Regions from separate parts of the Triticum aestivum genome. Here region 2 is linked to region 1. A link is a contact called in public Hi-C data. All regions are on one chromosome and are shown on one strand. Each heading gives the region's core, a stretch centred on a gene start, on an enhancer-like site or on the middle of the called end of the contact. The rest is flanking DNA. Distances are from core to core; before and after follow the strand shown. Region 1 holds the start of LOC123112412 (beta-glucosidase 30). Region 2 has its middle 12 kb from the start of LOC123116407.

The links. A called contact is a pair of places that touch in the nucleus more often than the background predicts.
Region 2: a Hi-C map of leaf shows a contact between it and region 1, with 6 times the contacts expected there. The contact joins the enhancer-like site here to the promoter of LOC123112412 in region 1. A contact is called at or near these places in 4 of 5 Hi-C or Micro-C datasets (leaf and an unstated tissue) and 1 of 1 datasets of contacts at active chromatin or transcription factors (leaf).

The regions. Positions count from the first base shown.
Region 1 is chr5B:452,849,940-452,853,092 of IWGSC CS RefSeq v2.1, forward strand. It overlaps LOC123112412 (beta-glucosidase 30), which reads right to left and starts at 1,715. Exons shown (of 7, transcript XM_044533392.1): 1 at 1,451-1,715; 2 at 1,304-1,370; 3 at 1,060-1,118; 4 at 890-965; 5 at 720-797; 6 at 253-340. The coding sequence starts at 1,633.
Region 2 is chr5B:453,085,740-453,088,892 of IWGSC CS RefSeq v2.1, forward strand. No RefSeq gene overlaps it. Among protein-coding and RNA genes, the nearest start is that of LOC123116407, 12 kb to the right of the region's middle. Within about 2 kb of position 1,457, at least 1 of the 8 cell types and tissues checked has an H3K27ac peak or open chromatin away from gene starts, as enhancers often do.

The sequences.
Region 1 (3,153 bases), core at 465-2,964:
CCGGTACAACGAGTCCATTTAGTGAGCAAAATCTTGATTTGTACACTTACAGTAGCCGAGAAGTTTGCTCGCTATTTGAATTTGATTAGAAACTCAAGGTTCGTGTCATTCTATACTAGTGCCAGTTATTGGAACTGTTTACAAAGTTTTTTTGATTTTTGCGGGAAGGAACTGTTTATAAAGTTGATTGATGTTACGCCAAACTGTTTGTAGGGCAAAAGCGATGCCATGTGATTTGACTGCGTCACTTACACAATCTTTTCACTGAGGAAGCCACCGTATTTGTCCTCTAGCCCCAGGGGTGTGTCCCAGTGATGCAGTGTGACATATGGCTTCAAGCCTACCATGTGGAAGAAGAGAAAACAGTTAATTTCTTGGTGAAAAACAGTGTAAGGAATAGGGTATAGTACTCCCTCCGGTCCTTTTTACTCTGCACATTGAATTTGCCGAAAGTCAAACTTAGCTAAGTTTAACCAAATTTATATTAGAAATTAATAGCATCTATAATATTTTATAAATATAATATGAAAATATATTTCGAGATGAATCTAATGATATTGGCGTTGTTATGTAAATGTCAATAATTTTTTACATAAACTTGGTCAAAGTTGGATGAAATTGACTTCAGACAAACTTAATATGCAGAGTAAAAAGGACCGGAGGGAGTACAACAAATTATTTGAAGCCAATAGGGGAGAGAGAGATTAAAAAAAAAACACCTTTAGCTATGACCTCATTGATAAGTCTGTTGTAAAATGCAATCCCCTCTTTGTTCACTCCTCCACTCATGGAACCAGCTGCGAGTAGTGAACCAAAGAGAGAGATGATAAATTGATAAGATGCCCAAAGACAAATATAATTAGAATGTTTCTATCACATTCGCACGTACTTGGCAGGATCCTGCTCCACGCGATGGAGAACCGGAAGGCATCCATGTTCATGTCCAACACCAACTTCAGATCCTCCTGTAATCACGGATCGGAGCCAGGTTAATTACTTACTTTCTAAAATTAATGTCGAACGCTCTACACGGGCATATGAGAAATGAGAGTAGCTCACCTTGTACCGATGGTAAAAGTCTAGCGCTACGTCTCCATTGCCACCGTCTGCAATCTTGCCTGCAGGGCAACATACAGTTTTGTTTATAGCTTTTTACTAACTGATATTATCTCAAGATTAAAACTGATGTCTGTCTTTGGAGAAGAGATATTTGAGCCTAGCACTGCTTCCATGACTTAGTTTATCGGAGTATATGTGGGGAATTAAGCTACATTGGTGTAGATCGATGCACCAGAGCGTGTACCTGGAGTATGGGCGAACTTGTCCCACACCGTCGGCCCCCGGCCACCTTCCTTGACGGCGCCTTCGTACTGCACGGAAGCCATCGCCGATGAGTACGTGCGTGGTAATGCATCTACGGTCGGTACGTGGCTGGAGCGCATGCACGGACCTGGTAGGCTGCGGAGCCGGTGCCGAAGACGAACCCCTTGGGGAAGCTGTGCCTGCTAAACGGCGCCTTCACCGGCGTAGCCGGATGGGGACCGCCGCCCGCCGACGCATGGGCGCCGCCACCGCTGGACGCGAGAGCCAGGAGGGCGAGGAGCAGAGCGGGGAGAACCTGGCGCTTACCCATTAATTCTCCCTGCTGCCTCCCACCCGTTGGACACTGCGGCCAATGGGATGAGTGGTTGCCTATGGGCTATGGCTATGTGCTGCGCGCACCCTCCGTTATATAGGGAGCTGGCTCGAGTCGTCCATGGCCTGGCTCGCTCTACAGAGAAAATCGTCCGTGGACCATGAGCACGTCGTGTAGCCCGGATACGGCGGGAGCTGGCGGACGGGTCCGGCTCACAGCTGGGAGGCGATCACCGTCCGAGTCCGACGCAGGCCAATAGTGGCACACGTGAGCGTCGTGCACCTCGCGGTGGATTTTTATTCCTTTTCTCGAAACGGAGTGGACCTCGATCGTGGTGAGGAGTTCGTGGGCGCAGTTGGTTGGATGGGAGGATAGAATCAATCACATGCGATGCGGTGATCGCAGCACAGCTGCAGCTGCAGGGATCGAACAGTGTCTTTGCCGTTTCGGGTGAGCGGTTTGTGTTGCCGCGATCGGCCGGGGATCCAGATTTGCCAGGACGAAGTGGACAGGACGGGACCAGATGGAGCAGATAGGAGACATCCATGCATGGCCTGACGGACGAGCAACTTGGCAGCTTAACTGAAGTGAGAAATGGCGAAGCAAATGTAAAAGAAGGAAGGGAAAAAACTGCGTAAGCAGATGGTTGAGCTGGCGCGCGGTCAGGTACACCGGTGATGGCTTGATGGGCACGGGCAACAAGGAGGGATTTGCAAATGGCGACGGAGCAACTGTTCACGGTGATCCGATAGGATAGACGGAACGCGACGCGCGACGGACCACTTCGGGCTTGGCTGCTTCCAATCATTCTTCCTTCCTTCTTCACATGCCCGTGCAGCATCGCCTGGACGCGGATCGCCCCGCCACGTCCGAATCCAGAAGCGGTAGCTTCACTTGGAAATTGGAATGTTTTTTTTTCTATTTACGGATTTCTCTCCTCCTTTCGCTTACAAATCAAGCATAGAATTTACATTCCAAAAAATTATAACCGTCTAAAATTCTTGTAAAATTCGTTTGGATCAAGGCGCATGCAGCCCTGACTCCGATGACGGTGCCCGTGTTAGGTGTTAGGGTTTCCTTCTTTTACTCGGATGAAAGAGGAGGCTCCGAGGTGGAGGGAGTTGCACAAACCACCACTTATTGGAGTTAGTGTTGCATAAAACACCTACTATACAAATTTATTGCGAAAAACACCACATATTGATGTAATACATTGCAGATAGGTCTAATTTAGTGTTTAGATACTTTGACATAATTCCAGACAAATAGGTCCCACTTGTAAGAGCAATTCTAATCGGCTGATGCAAACGAACATGATTTTTGTCCGTTTGGGTCGGCCGAGTAGATGCGCGTGTCCGATTTTTGATTTGGGTCGGTCGGTGCGCCCACGGGGTCGACACATTTATCTGTGTGGTTTTAAAAGAACTAAATAGGCACACAAAAATTTAAATTTAAAACATGCAAATTAATAAAACATAATTAAACATTAAAACCGTCTGCCAAAGTCCACTCTAGAC
Region 2 (3,153 bases), core at 207-2,706, 240 kb after region 1:
AAATAAATTCTGCCGAACTAAGAAAAAATCCTAGAAAAATAAATAAAAATCTAAAAATGCCAAAACAAATTTTCACCGTCTAAATAAAATATTAGGACAAAATGAACATTTTCTTGGACCTAAAAATGCAATTTTGAAGACGTGCAATTTTTCCTAAATTCAAATAAAATAGGAAAAACTCCAAAATAAACCTTATTTGATTTTTTTATTAAATCCTCAATATTTATTTATTTTTTGGAAAGTCATTTTATTCCCTCTCTCATATATTTATAATCGAAATAATTGAAGATAAAATAAATAAAATCAAACGATCCTATTTTCAAAATTCGAGAAACTCAAATATGAAAATAACGAAATCTCCAACTCTCTCCGAGGGTCCTTGAGTTGCGTAGAATTTCTAGGATCAAACCAAAAGCAAACAAAAATATGATATGCATTGATGATCTAGTGTATAACATTCCAAATTGAAAATTTGGGATGTTACATCGATGTATGCAGTAATAGCAGTAGATGCTGGTAGGAGTCGGTCTACTAATCTTGGACGTGATGCCTATATACATGATCATTGCCTTGGATATCGTCATAATTATTTGTTTTTTTGTCAATTACCCAACATTAATTTGTCTACCCACCGTATGATATTTTCTCGAGAGAAGCCTCTAGTGAAATCTATGGCCCACGGGTCTATTTCCTATCATATTATTTTCAGATCTATTTATCCAAAAATCCAAAAATACCTTGCTACATTTTTCTTTCTTTATTTTATTTTGTGTTTTAGTTAGATCTATTTATCAAATCCAATACAATTTAATCTATCTCAATACCGAGGAGGGATTGACAACCCCTCTTACGCATTGGGTTGCAAGTTTTTGTTGTTTGTGTGCAGGTGTTGTTTACATAGTGTTGTTTGGTTCTCCTACTGGATTGACAACCCCTCTTTGGGAAATTACCAACGCAGATATAAGCAATCACCCACTAGCTCGTCGCCCTTTCAAGTTTGAATTTGGGATGGCTGCAATGGAGAAGCTTTGGAGACATAATCAAGAATGTATGAGACAGACCCGCCGTTGGTCAAACACCTATTCAGAGATGGAACTTTAAATAGGGCCATCAGACAATACCTTTCGGATGGGCGAAACACATCATCGAGATGTACAAAAAAGAAAGCAACGTCTATCTGCAATTATTGACGACCTCAACAGAATTGTAGAGACTCGCATCTTGTCTCAAGAAAAGATTAAACTGAAAACCAATTGAATGAGAAGATTGTGCGTCTTCCGCAAGAAGAGGAATCAAATATTACAAAAGATCAATAATGGTCTCCATAGGAAGAAATGTATTTTTAGTCCCCAACAAGATGAGGGGCGAACCGGAGGTCAAGCAAGGCTCAAAAATTATATCACCAAATACTACAAATCTCCGTTTGGGCTCCATATGAAGGGAATTTCACCCTGTGCCAGCCTGAACATGTGCTATTTCACAAGTCACAGCAGAAGAAAATAATATCCTTATGCCACCTTTATCTGAAAAGGAGATGAATGTTGTGGTGTTCCAAATGGTCTTGATGGCTTCCCTGCAGAATTCATTATAATTTCTTGGATATCATCAAGACTCACCTTTTAAAGTTGTTCAATTGTCTTCATGCTGTCCAACCCGACTTATCCACGCTTAATTTTGCCGAGTTTGTTTTGTTGCCAAAAGTAAGGAGTACAAGGGGTGCCTTGGCAAAATATAAAAGGTGCAGACCAAGGAGATAGTGAGGTGGCAACCCTCTCCATCGGATATTATAAAGTTGAAGTTGATGCGACTTTTGTACCGGGACAAACAAGAGGAGCATGTGGCAAGAAATAGTCTCGACGAGGTGATGCAGCTATGCTGGGACAGGTACCACACGCTTATGATGCATTCGGTGTTGAACTTAGAGCTCAGGAGATGGCCATTGGTGTGGTTGCTGAGCTGGGAATTGTGAGGCTTATCATTAAGACAGACGCGTTGCTTGTGACACAAGCCCTGAACAGAAGGAAGCCGGACTTTTCCATGCAGGTGCAGGTGATCGAAGACATTAAAGTCTAGAGGAACATGTGGTTCTCGTCATGTGAAATCACTCACTGTAGTCGTGAGGTTAACTAGGCAGCACACCACCTGGCAAAGGTAGGCTTAAATTCCCCTGTAGAGGGGTGTACTCATGTATGATGATGATGTGCCAGCTGAACTGGGTGTGATCGTATCGGGCGATGGTGACCATGTCGTTGCGTAATAAAGGAAGTTACTTTCAAACAAAAAGTAAAGAGGTTGAGCAGATCCATCAATATAGACCCATATGTTTCCTTAATGTCACAATGTCATCCTAAATTTTTTCACCGAAGTAGCAACTAATAAGCTTAACATAGTTGTTGACCATGCCGTCCAGCCATCACAAACAACTTATATCCTTATGAGCCACAGTTAATATGGGATGGAGTGAGTATTTGTTAAGCATGAGAGAAGGGTAAATCCTATTTATTGCGTCAAGCATCAGTTAAGGTCCTAATCGTAGAAATCATTCACACATTCCCTACGGGGTTCCAAAGTGGGCCAGGTAATGTAGTGTTTTTTCTATTGGTTTTGGGAATCTTACAGAATGTTGCTTTGGTTTTTCCGTCGTGTTTTCACTTTTAGTTTTTAGGATGAGTTTTGTGTGGGTTTTGCCTTTTTCATATTTTTTCTCACTTCAAAAAATCATGAAATTTTTCAAAATTGTGTTTATTTGAATTCATTAACCTTTTTAAAATTGTTGAATTGTTTTTTCAAATTTATTTACCTTTTCACATTTGTGTTTTTTTTCTAGATTCATGAACATCTTTTAATAGAAAATCCGGTGCACAATTTTAGGACTCAATTTCAGATTTTTGACCATGGCAAATCGAAATTTTTTGTGGAAATTTATGTTTATCGAGGATGGTAACTTTAGTTGGCCAGCGTGTTGACAAATCCGCTTCATTCGCCAGAAAATTGTTGTGCTTGCAGACTAAATTTGTCATCCTCGAGTCAACATAAATTGCCATAAAACGACAGATTTGCCATGCTAAAAAACGCACCGACAGATTTTTAACATTACCTCAGTTTTATCATAACAATAGAGCAACATGAGAAAAAGAAGGCGGACAAAAAAAA